Regions from separate parts of the Gossypium hirsutum genome. Here region 1 is linked to region 2. Evidence: chromatin contacts called from public Hi-C data. All regions are on one chromosome and are shown on one strand. Each heading gives the region's core, a stretch centred on a gene start, on an enhancer-like site or on the middle of the called end of the contact. The rest is flanking DNA. Distances are from core to core; before and after follow the strand shown.

Region 1 (4,337 bases), core at 1,694-4,193, 580 kb before region 2:
TTCATCTTATCATACGAGGTCAAATAATCATAAACCTCATCAACTGTGAGAGACTCGCGGCTATATAGAATAATGTCTCTAAAGGTTGAATAAGACGGGGGAAAAGAACAAAGTAGAATCAACCCTAGATCTTCCTTATCATACTGAACCTCTATGGCCTCCAAGTTTGAGAGAATTTCTTTAAACACTATTAAGTGTTCGTGCACAGATGCACCTTCCTCCAAACGATGAGCATAAAGACGCTGCTTCATATGTAGCTTGCTAGTTAGAGTTTTCAACATACATATTTGTTCCAGCCTCTTCCATAATCCAGTGGCAGTCTTCTCATTCATTACATCCTGTAAAATTTTGTTAGACAAATGCAGATGTAACTGTGTTAACGCCTTTCAATTCTTGTGTTTCTTCTCTTCATCCGTCAATGTCGAAGGCATCTTATCTACCCCTAGCAGAGCTTCTTCTAAGTCCATCTGTGCAAGAATTGCCTGCATCTTTATTTGCCACAACGCGAATCTGGTGTTGCGGTCCAATAGCAGAATTTCATATTTCAAAGAAGCCATTATCGTGATTAAGATGAACAATCGGGAAGCCCTGACACCAATTTGTAAAAAAAATAGAATATCGGTAATGACAATATATCACAAAGAAAAAAGAGAAATAAAAAATAAAGAACATATAGATTTTACGTGGAAACCCTTTCGGGAAAAAACACAGGTAGAGGAGAAGAAAATTTACTATGTCGAATTCGAATGATTACAAGAGGAGTAGACTATGTCTATTTATAGGCTTGTAAAATCATATTCTAATAGGATTGTAGTAAGATTGAAACACCTTATTCTAATCAATATCAAATAGATGGAGTTTAATAAGGTTTAAAAAATCTTATTCTAAAATAAAATAAAAGAAGTGTAGTTCTATATGATTTTTACTTTTATTTTATTTTACCACTGTATTTTATTTAAATAATGATTCAAGTCACTTAATTCTAACAAATAGAATAGGGAAAAGAATACTCATAAATTTATTAATGGAAATGCTCGCATCTAGAACAATCTCTACTCACAATTGTCTAACTTTGGAATAGAAATCTTCAGATTAAGCAAACATAAAAGAAAACTAAAAACCTAAATCAAAGGTATGAAAAACTTTTTGAACCCTTGTAATATGTTGTTTTGAGCTATTATTTATATATTACATGTATTATGACCAAATTAGGTCAAACAAAGGTTGAGTTACAAGTTATTTAAGGTTGTGCAAACAAAAACACCCATGCAATAATTTTGGGTTTCGTCAGATTAGCGTCGCGACATTGCACGCCGAATGCTCCCCCTCTTTGTTTGAAGTAGGGTGTCGTGATATTAAGTGGTGGTTGTTGCAACATCGATGGTTGTATATTCCCCTTTTGATTCGAACTTCATTGTCGCGACATCCTCTCTAAATGTTGCAACAACCGGAGCAGTCCGCTGATTTATCGACCTAAAGTGTCGCCCTGTACTCTCAATTAACTTATTAGTTCTTCTTTAGGCTCTAAAATTACATAATCGTTTTAAATCATTGATTATTTTTATAGAAAAATATTTAAATAAATTTTTCTATAAACTTTTTAACTAAAATTTCAATGAAATTTTTAACCATTCTAGTTTTGTTTTTGAATATGTGTGAATTAAAGAGAGTTGACACAAGCTATTTATACGAGCATGTGTATATTAGATTGATAATTATTTTATATTTGAAAATCTTTTGAACTCATTTATTTGCTGGTAATTTTTATATGCATATATTAAATATTAGAAAAACGATAAATTTAAAATAATTTATGAAAAAAATGAATATCAATATGCCATCAGAATAATTGAATAAGATCCAACCTAAAACTAATAATGAATGGTGTTAAGAAAAAGGTATCCAAAGTTTAGGTAACCTAATGAGGCTTTTAATTTGAAGTTACTTGTGATGCACATAATTTATTTAAATTAAAAGTGCATAAGGATATAAACCCAATTTAGCATTTTTATATAAGCAAACAGCTCCATCCACATGTCTAAATATAATATAAATTTAATTGTATGAATTTTGTGAAAAATATTTGATTCAGTTTTTATATTTATGTTGATAAGTTGTTTTATAAGAATATAATAAAATAAATATTTCAATTAAATACTAACATAAAAATAATAAAATTAAAAGAAGTGGAAGTGGGGCCTTCTTTTCCAAATTGCATTTTTTACAAGAGTATTGATGGTGCAATTTAGTGGCTCCAAACATGCACATCACAACAAAAGGAAACCCAAAAAACACGAATTTAATTAACTGCCACAGAATCAGTAAAAAAGAATACAGAGAGGCCCATTTCTGGGTTCTTTTTCTTCTTTTTGTGCCATTTCTTCTTTCCTGGGTTAGCTTTTCGTCAATTTTATTTCTTTAATTTATTAGAACATATAATAGAGGTCTGTGATCACAAATGAGTATGTATTGCTTGTTTCATTGATTTTTTTTTTTTTGGTTCAGAACTTGTTTGATTTTATATACAATTTATAAACTATTGGGGAAGTAATATTAGAACATCATCTTTTAAAAATTAAAATTATGGGAAAACAAAACGAATTTAGTAAGAAAAAGATAGGTTAACTTTTGCTATTAGATCTTCTACTTTATGAAAGTTGTGAATTTAATTTTTATATTTTTTATTTGATCTATTTTAGTCCGAATCAGTACATAATTTTAGTCCCAAAAATAATTATATTTATTCAAATTAGATTATTTCAAACTTCTATATTTTCCAAATGTTAAATTTTGACAATTAAAATTTTATAAATTGACATAATATTATTCATAATAATATATTTAAAACATAACTTTAGTAAACTTCTACAGATAACAGAGAACGATAACAAAAAAAAATGTAGGATACAAATAACAAAGTGGTTTTTACTTTTAGAAATGGCATATATGATTCCAATCACGCGGCTTATGTGCTGTGGGGGAGTGGAATTACTTATATCGAACCTTTATAAAATAATACTCTTACCACAGAGGATGATGGCGTGGTCATCCCTGTTTATCGACCATATCCTGAGCACAATCATGAAATTTTCATCCTCATAATACGTGGTTTTAGGAGCACTTATCTATCTTTCTTTTTTTTTTTTAAATTTTTAACCAAAACCCAGAAAAAAATGGAGCTAAAAGGGGTAGAGCTGTAAAGATAAGGACAAAGACGAAACTCCATGAAGGTCATAATAAGAAACAGAGGAACATGGGAAATTGAGATTTGCAGTAAGCAAAAAAGTAGGATAAAAAGGGGAAGAGTGTTACGAAAGTTCTTTTCCTTTTTCTTTTACATGACGATTTTTTATGTGAAGGCTAGGGAAAATGACAGTAGTTGTTATCACTGCAGTTAAACTTTCTGCTTTGTATACTTCTATGGTTATGCTATCCCATTCCCTCTCATTCCTCAACTACCCTTCCCTCTTCTACAGTTTCTTCTTTATTTTTTCTTACATTTCCGAACAACAGCAGCAGCAACCCATTGTCCATGAGAAGGGTTTTTTTACAAGGAAAAGAAGAAAATAAATATTTTACTTTTTGGGGTTTTCTTCTTCTCTCTCTTTGTGGAATTTTCTTTTAGCTGTTTCGTATGGAAGTTGGTGGAGGTTCAGAGGAATGTTGTGTTAAGGTTGCGGTTCATGTAAGACCACTTATCGGTGATGAGAAGGTTCAAGGTTGTAAAGACTGCGTTACTGTCATCCCAGGAAAACCTCAGGTACTGTCACTTATTAATGCAGACCTTAATTCTTTTAAGTGCTTTCAAATGGATGATTTTGGGGTTAATTTGAAGTATTTGGAGATCTGGATCTTTTGGATGCTTGAATGATTGATCAATCAGAATTAACTAATGGATATTTTGCTATGCTGCAGGTACAAATTGGGACACATTCCTTTACATTTGATCATGTGTATGGGAGCACCAGTTCTCCTTCTTGGATGTTTGAGGAATGCATTGTGCCACTTGTTGATGGCTTATTCTTAGGATATAATGCTACTGTTCTTGCTTATGGTCAGGTACAGCTGAATCTCTCACAACACACACCTAAATATTGCTGTTTTTGTTTTCCTTCCAATTGAAGTTTGAAAAATTATTTCAGACTGGATCAGGTAAAACATATACTATGGGCACAGGCTTCAAAGATGGCTCTCAAACAGGAATCATTCCTCAAGTAATGAATGCTTTGTTCAGCAAGATTGAAAATCTAAAACATCAAATCGAATTTCAATTGCATGTGTCCTTCATTGAGGTTTGTTAAAGAACCAAACATTTCATTTTGTTTTTCTACTTTGCT
Region 2 (4,368 bases), core at 1,418-3,917:
GGAAGGGAGTAGGTAAGAATTCCCTTGTAGTAGTCGATTCAGTATTTGCAATTACTTGTTTGCCCAGATTGAAAGAGACCCTTTTCCCAATCTTATAGAGTAGCCTTCCTAACTCTCTTTAACAGGAGATTTGTGCTTTAAGGAGATCTAATTTCTTACAACCACCTTTTGCAATTAGTCAGTTTAGTTGGTGAAATAATGTCACTTTCAAGCCAACAAGTAGCCACACCACCAGTTATTTCATTGGTTATCTTGTCAAGCTTCTTGGTGCATTTTCCTCTTATGTCAGGATGCTCAAGAAAGTTATTATGGACATCAGGATCAAAGTTAAATTCATGGCCTCAAATATAAAGTTGCATGTGGTACTTGGAGTATTTGTCCACAATGGATTTTTTCTTTTTCTTTTTTTAGTATTCATGCATCTTCTGTTATAATTACAATTGTTGAGGTTTGTTAAATATTTGGTCGATATTAATAGCTTAGAATGGTTTCCTTATCAGTTAAAATAATTAAATCAATAAATATTTAATTCATTCTAATACTAGTGACGAACTGCATAAATTGTTTATGTCATAATTTATGATTATATGGTGTGGATGTGTGATCTAAATTAAATAAATTTCGTTGAGGTCAGTTTGTTTGTTAAAATTAGACCTCTCTCGTTCTTAATGCTGCTAGTAAGTTAAATCTTGGGCGCTGAGTTACAGAATTATTTATTGGTTAGGGAAGTAATTTCAAACGAGTTGTCTCTTGGTTATTCAACAAGTAAGGAGAGATTGATTATCTGGCGCTAAGTTAGCAACTATAACTAAAGGCATTGTAGACATCCTTGAATTGACGGTTGAATCTATAAATCAAATGGAGATTTTACATTTGGCTATAGCCTTTTATCATTGATTTTCCTAAAACTTTTAATTATTGTGTTCTTTCTTTTAGTTTTTAATTTGAATTTATTTTTTATTTTATAAAAACCTCTCTTTTATTCACTTTATTTGTTTTTGTTTAAGAAATAAAATTATTACCGATCTCTGTAGATACAACCTTACTTGTCACTTTCTATTGATCTCATATTCTCAAGTAGGTTTTATTTTTATAGATCCTAATAGCCTAGCAATATCAATTAAAATATATTATATTTTAAAAAAATTGTACAAAATTTGTAACATTTTAGAAATGGTTAAAATATGCTATTAGTCCCTATATTTTGACAAAATTTGTATTTAGTCCCTATACTTAAAAATTAACTCATATTTTCTTGATTTAAAAATCTCAATCCAATCATTAAAATTGTAAGTATTGTAAGTATTTTCAATAAAAATTATTAATTTGACATATTTGTTAAGTTGCTCTCATACGACGCGACATATGATTGACGAAAAGTTAACATGTTACATTGACAAATTTTAATTGAAACTACAAACGACAATTATGATTAGACTAGGGTTATTAAGTTGAAAAGGTAGGATGATTGAATTCTCTCACTTTTAAAGTATAAGGACTAAATCTCAAATTTTATCAAAGTATAGGGGCTAACAACATATGTTAACCTTTAGAAATACTCTGTTTAAGAAAGTAAAAACAAAATAATATAAATGTTTAGTTTTTATAATTTTTATAATTTCTATTATGATACATATAAATTAAGAATAAAAATTTTAATATTTAAAATAATCTTGAATTAATTATTATTTGTGACAATATGTTCAAAGTCAAATAATAGTGATGATATGTTGTTTAAAATTTTTAAAGAAAAATTATTATTTAAAATAGGTATAATGACAAGTTTAGTAATTAACGTTTATATCTTTTATCAATTTAGCTTTTTTTTGTAAGTTAAATTTGACTATCAACATTTTTAAAAAGAGTTAAATTTATCCATCAATTTTTCAAAAATAATAACTAAAACGTTATCTTTTTTAAATATAGCTCTTTACATGACAATTCATGTATACTTTATACTAATTTTTTGAACGTTTTATAATTTATTTTTATTTTTATTTTTTGAATATTTTTTATAATTTTAAATTATTTATTGATATGACATATAAGATAAAATATTGTCATGTCATCATGAAGTACATATAAATTATTATGTGGTTGTCATGCCAATATCATTAAAAATTAATGTTTTACTTAACATTTTTGTTACAAAAAGTAATTTAATTGTTTCTGAAATATCAATGACCAAATTTAACTCAAAAAATAAGGATTAAATTGACAAAAAAAATGTAAATTTTAATGCTAAATTTATCATTATGTCATTGAAATATTATATATAATGTTAATTTAAAAAATAATAAACTCTTATAGTAAAATTTTTAAATGAGGGTTGTTGATTTATGGATTATAAAATGTTTTATAATAATACTTAATTTATTTTTGTGTCATTATAAATTTATTAAATATTTATTATTTATTCAAATTAGGTTTATTAAATATTGTGTATTAGAAAAGTATTTAATTTATTTATTTAAATTTAAAAAATATAGTTTTTTAATATGTATTAGTTAAAAAAAATTTAAGTTAAATTTTAATTATACTTGCATGTGATTGGGTTTATGTTGCAAATAGAGGGATAAGACGGAAGAATATCGGGGCGGGTAAAAAAGTAACCGGTCCGCCCCGCCCATTGCTAACTCTAATAAAAGAACCAATTTCCATTTCTAAAGGGACTGTAATCTATCGGGTGCTTTGTCTGCAGCTGTCGTCGTTGACCGCAATCTGTAGCCAAAGTAACGCGCCATGGCTCGAACTTGGCTTCACCTAACTTCCTCCATTATTGTCTGTGCCCTGATCTGCTTCAATTTCTTCACCGTCGACGCAAAAGATCATCATCCACGGCCGATGCTCCTTCCTCTGCAACTGACCTCACGCAATCATTCCCAGCAGCGCCACTTGGACAATATCCGCCGTCATCTGCAGCAATCGGGACTCTCTTCTTCCACTCCAAACGCTCGCATGAGACTTTATGATGATCTCCTCTCCAACGGGTCTCTCTCCTATAAAAAATGTTTAGTTTTTTTCCTCTTTTTGATTTTTCGAATATTGAGTTTTTTTTTTTTGAATTTCCAGTTATTATACTACTCGGTTATGGATTGGAACGCCACCTCAGGAATTTGCTCTTATCGTCGACACCGGAAGTACTGTAACTTACGTTCCTTGCTCCAGTTGTGCGCATTGCGGCAAGCATCAGGTTCGGTTCTGTCTTGTCAAGTTCGTGCACTTCAACTTTCCCAGTTCTTAATTATAATTAATCAAGTTTGAAATTTGATGCCTTTGTTTGAATTGAGATTGAGATTATTAACTTGATCAATTTGAAACTAGCGAATTATTAGTTTAGTAGAATTTTAATTAAGTTAAATTGAGAATTTTGAGTCTTAAATTTTTATCGTTCGAATGAGAAAGTGAAGTGAGTTACGCTTTGCTGCTATTTTTAGAATCTTTGTCTAATTTCTTGATTTACAGATCTATTAGAGATTAATTTGGGAACTGGTGATTTTATGGTAATATTGATCTCTTGTTGCAATCCAGGATCCAAGGTTCCAACCAGATTTGTCTAGCACTTATCAACCTGTAAAATGCAATCCGAGTTGTAATTGTGATGATGAGCAAAAGCAATGCACTTATGATAGACGGTATGCTGAGATGAGTTCCAGCAGTGGTGTGCTTGGGGAGGATATTGTTTCTTTTGGGAATGAAAGTGAACTTGTGCCACAGCGTGCTGTTTTTGGGTGTGAAAATAGGGAAACAGGTGACCTTTATAGCCAACGGGCTGATGGTATAATGGGTTTGGGTCGGGGCCAGCTTAGTATTGTGGATCAACTTGTTGATAAGAGTGTTATTGGTGATTCGTTTTCTTTGTGTTATGGTGGGATGGATGTTGGTGGAGGTGCAATGGTTCTTGGAAAAATCACTCCTCCCCCTGAAATGGTGTTCTCCCATTCAGACCCTTTCCGCAGGTATCCTTCTTTTACAGTATTGTATTTGTTAATGCATGTCCTAAGAATTTATCTGGTTCTTGTTACGCATTCACTGTAGTTTTTGAATGTCTACAGCCCTTACTATAACATTGAGCTTAAGGAAATGCATGTTGCTGGTAAGCGATTGAAGCTACCTACTGGGGTCTTTGATGGAAGGCATGGAACAGTTTTGGACAGTGGCACCACATATGCTTACTTCCAAAAAGATGCTTTTGTTGCATTTAGGGATGCTGTAAGATCTAATAGCTTTGAGCTTCGTGCTAAATTGAGTTTGTTTGCTAGTCAAGTTCTCATTTCTATTCTATGATTAATATTTCTTTGTGGTAGCCAGAATTAGTGTCTGAGGCTTAGAAGAAGTTTTTGGTTTTGCTTGGAGGTTTAAAAGCAT

Evidence for each region. A called contact is a pair of places that touch in the nucleus more often than the background predicts.
Region 1: a Hi-C map of callus shows a contact between it and region 2, with 2.8 times the contacts expected there. The contact joins the promoter of LOC107922148 here to the promoter of LOC107922303 in region 2. A contact is called at or near these places in 2 of 34 Hi-C or Micro-C datasets (callus and leaf).

Annotation. Positions count from the first base shown.
Region 1 is chrD01:21,122,713-21,127,049 of Gossypium_hirsutum_v2.1, reverse strand. LOC107922148 (kinesin-like protein KIN-4A) reads left to right here and starts at 2,943. Exons shown (of 26, transcript XM_016852021.2): 1 at 2,943-3,760; 2 at 3,916-4,059; 3 at 4,143-4,292. The coding sequence starts at 3,635.
Region 2 is chrD01:20,547,231-20,551,598 of Gossypium_hirsutum_v2.1, reverse strand. It overlaps LOC107922303 (protein ASPARTIC PROTEASE IN GUARD CELL 1), which reads left to right and starts at 2,667. Exons shown (of 12, transcript XM_016852279.2): 1 at 2,667-2,990; 2 at 3,073-3,193; 3 at 3,532-3,959; 4 at 4,056-4,212. The coding sequence starts at 2,743.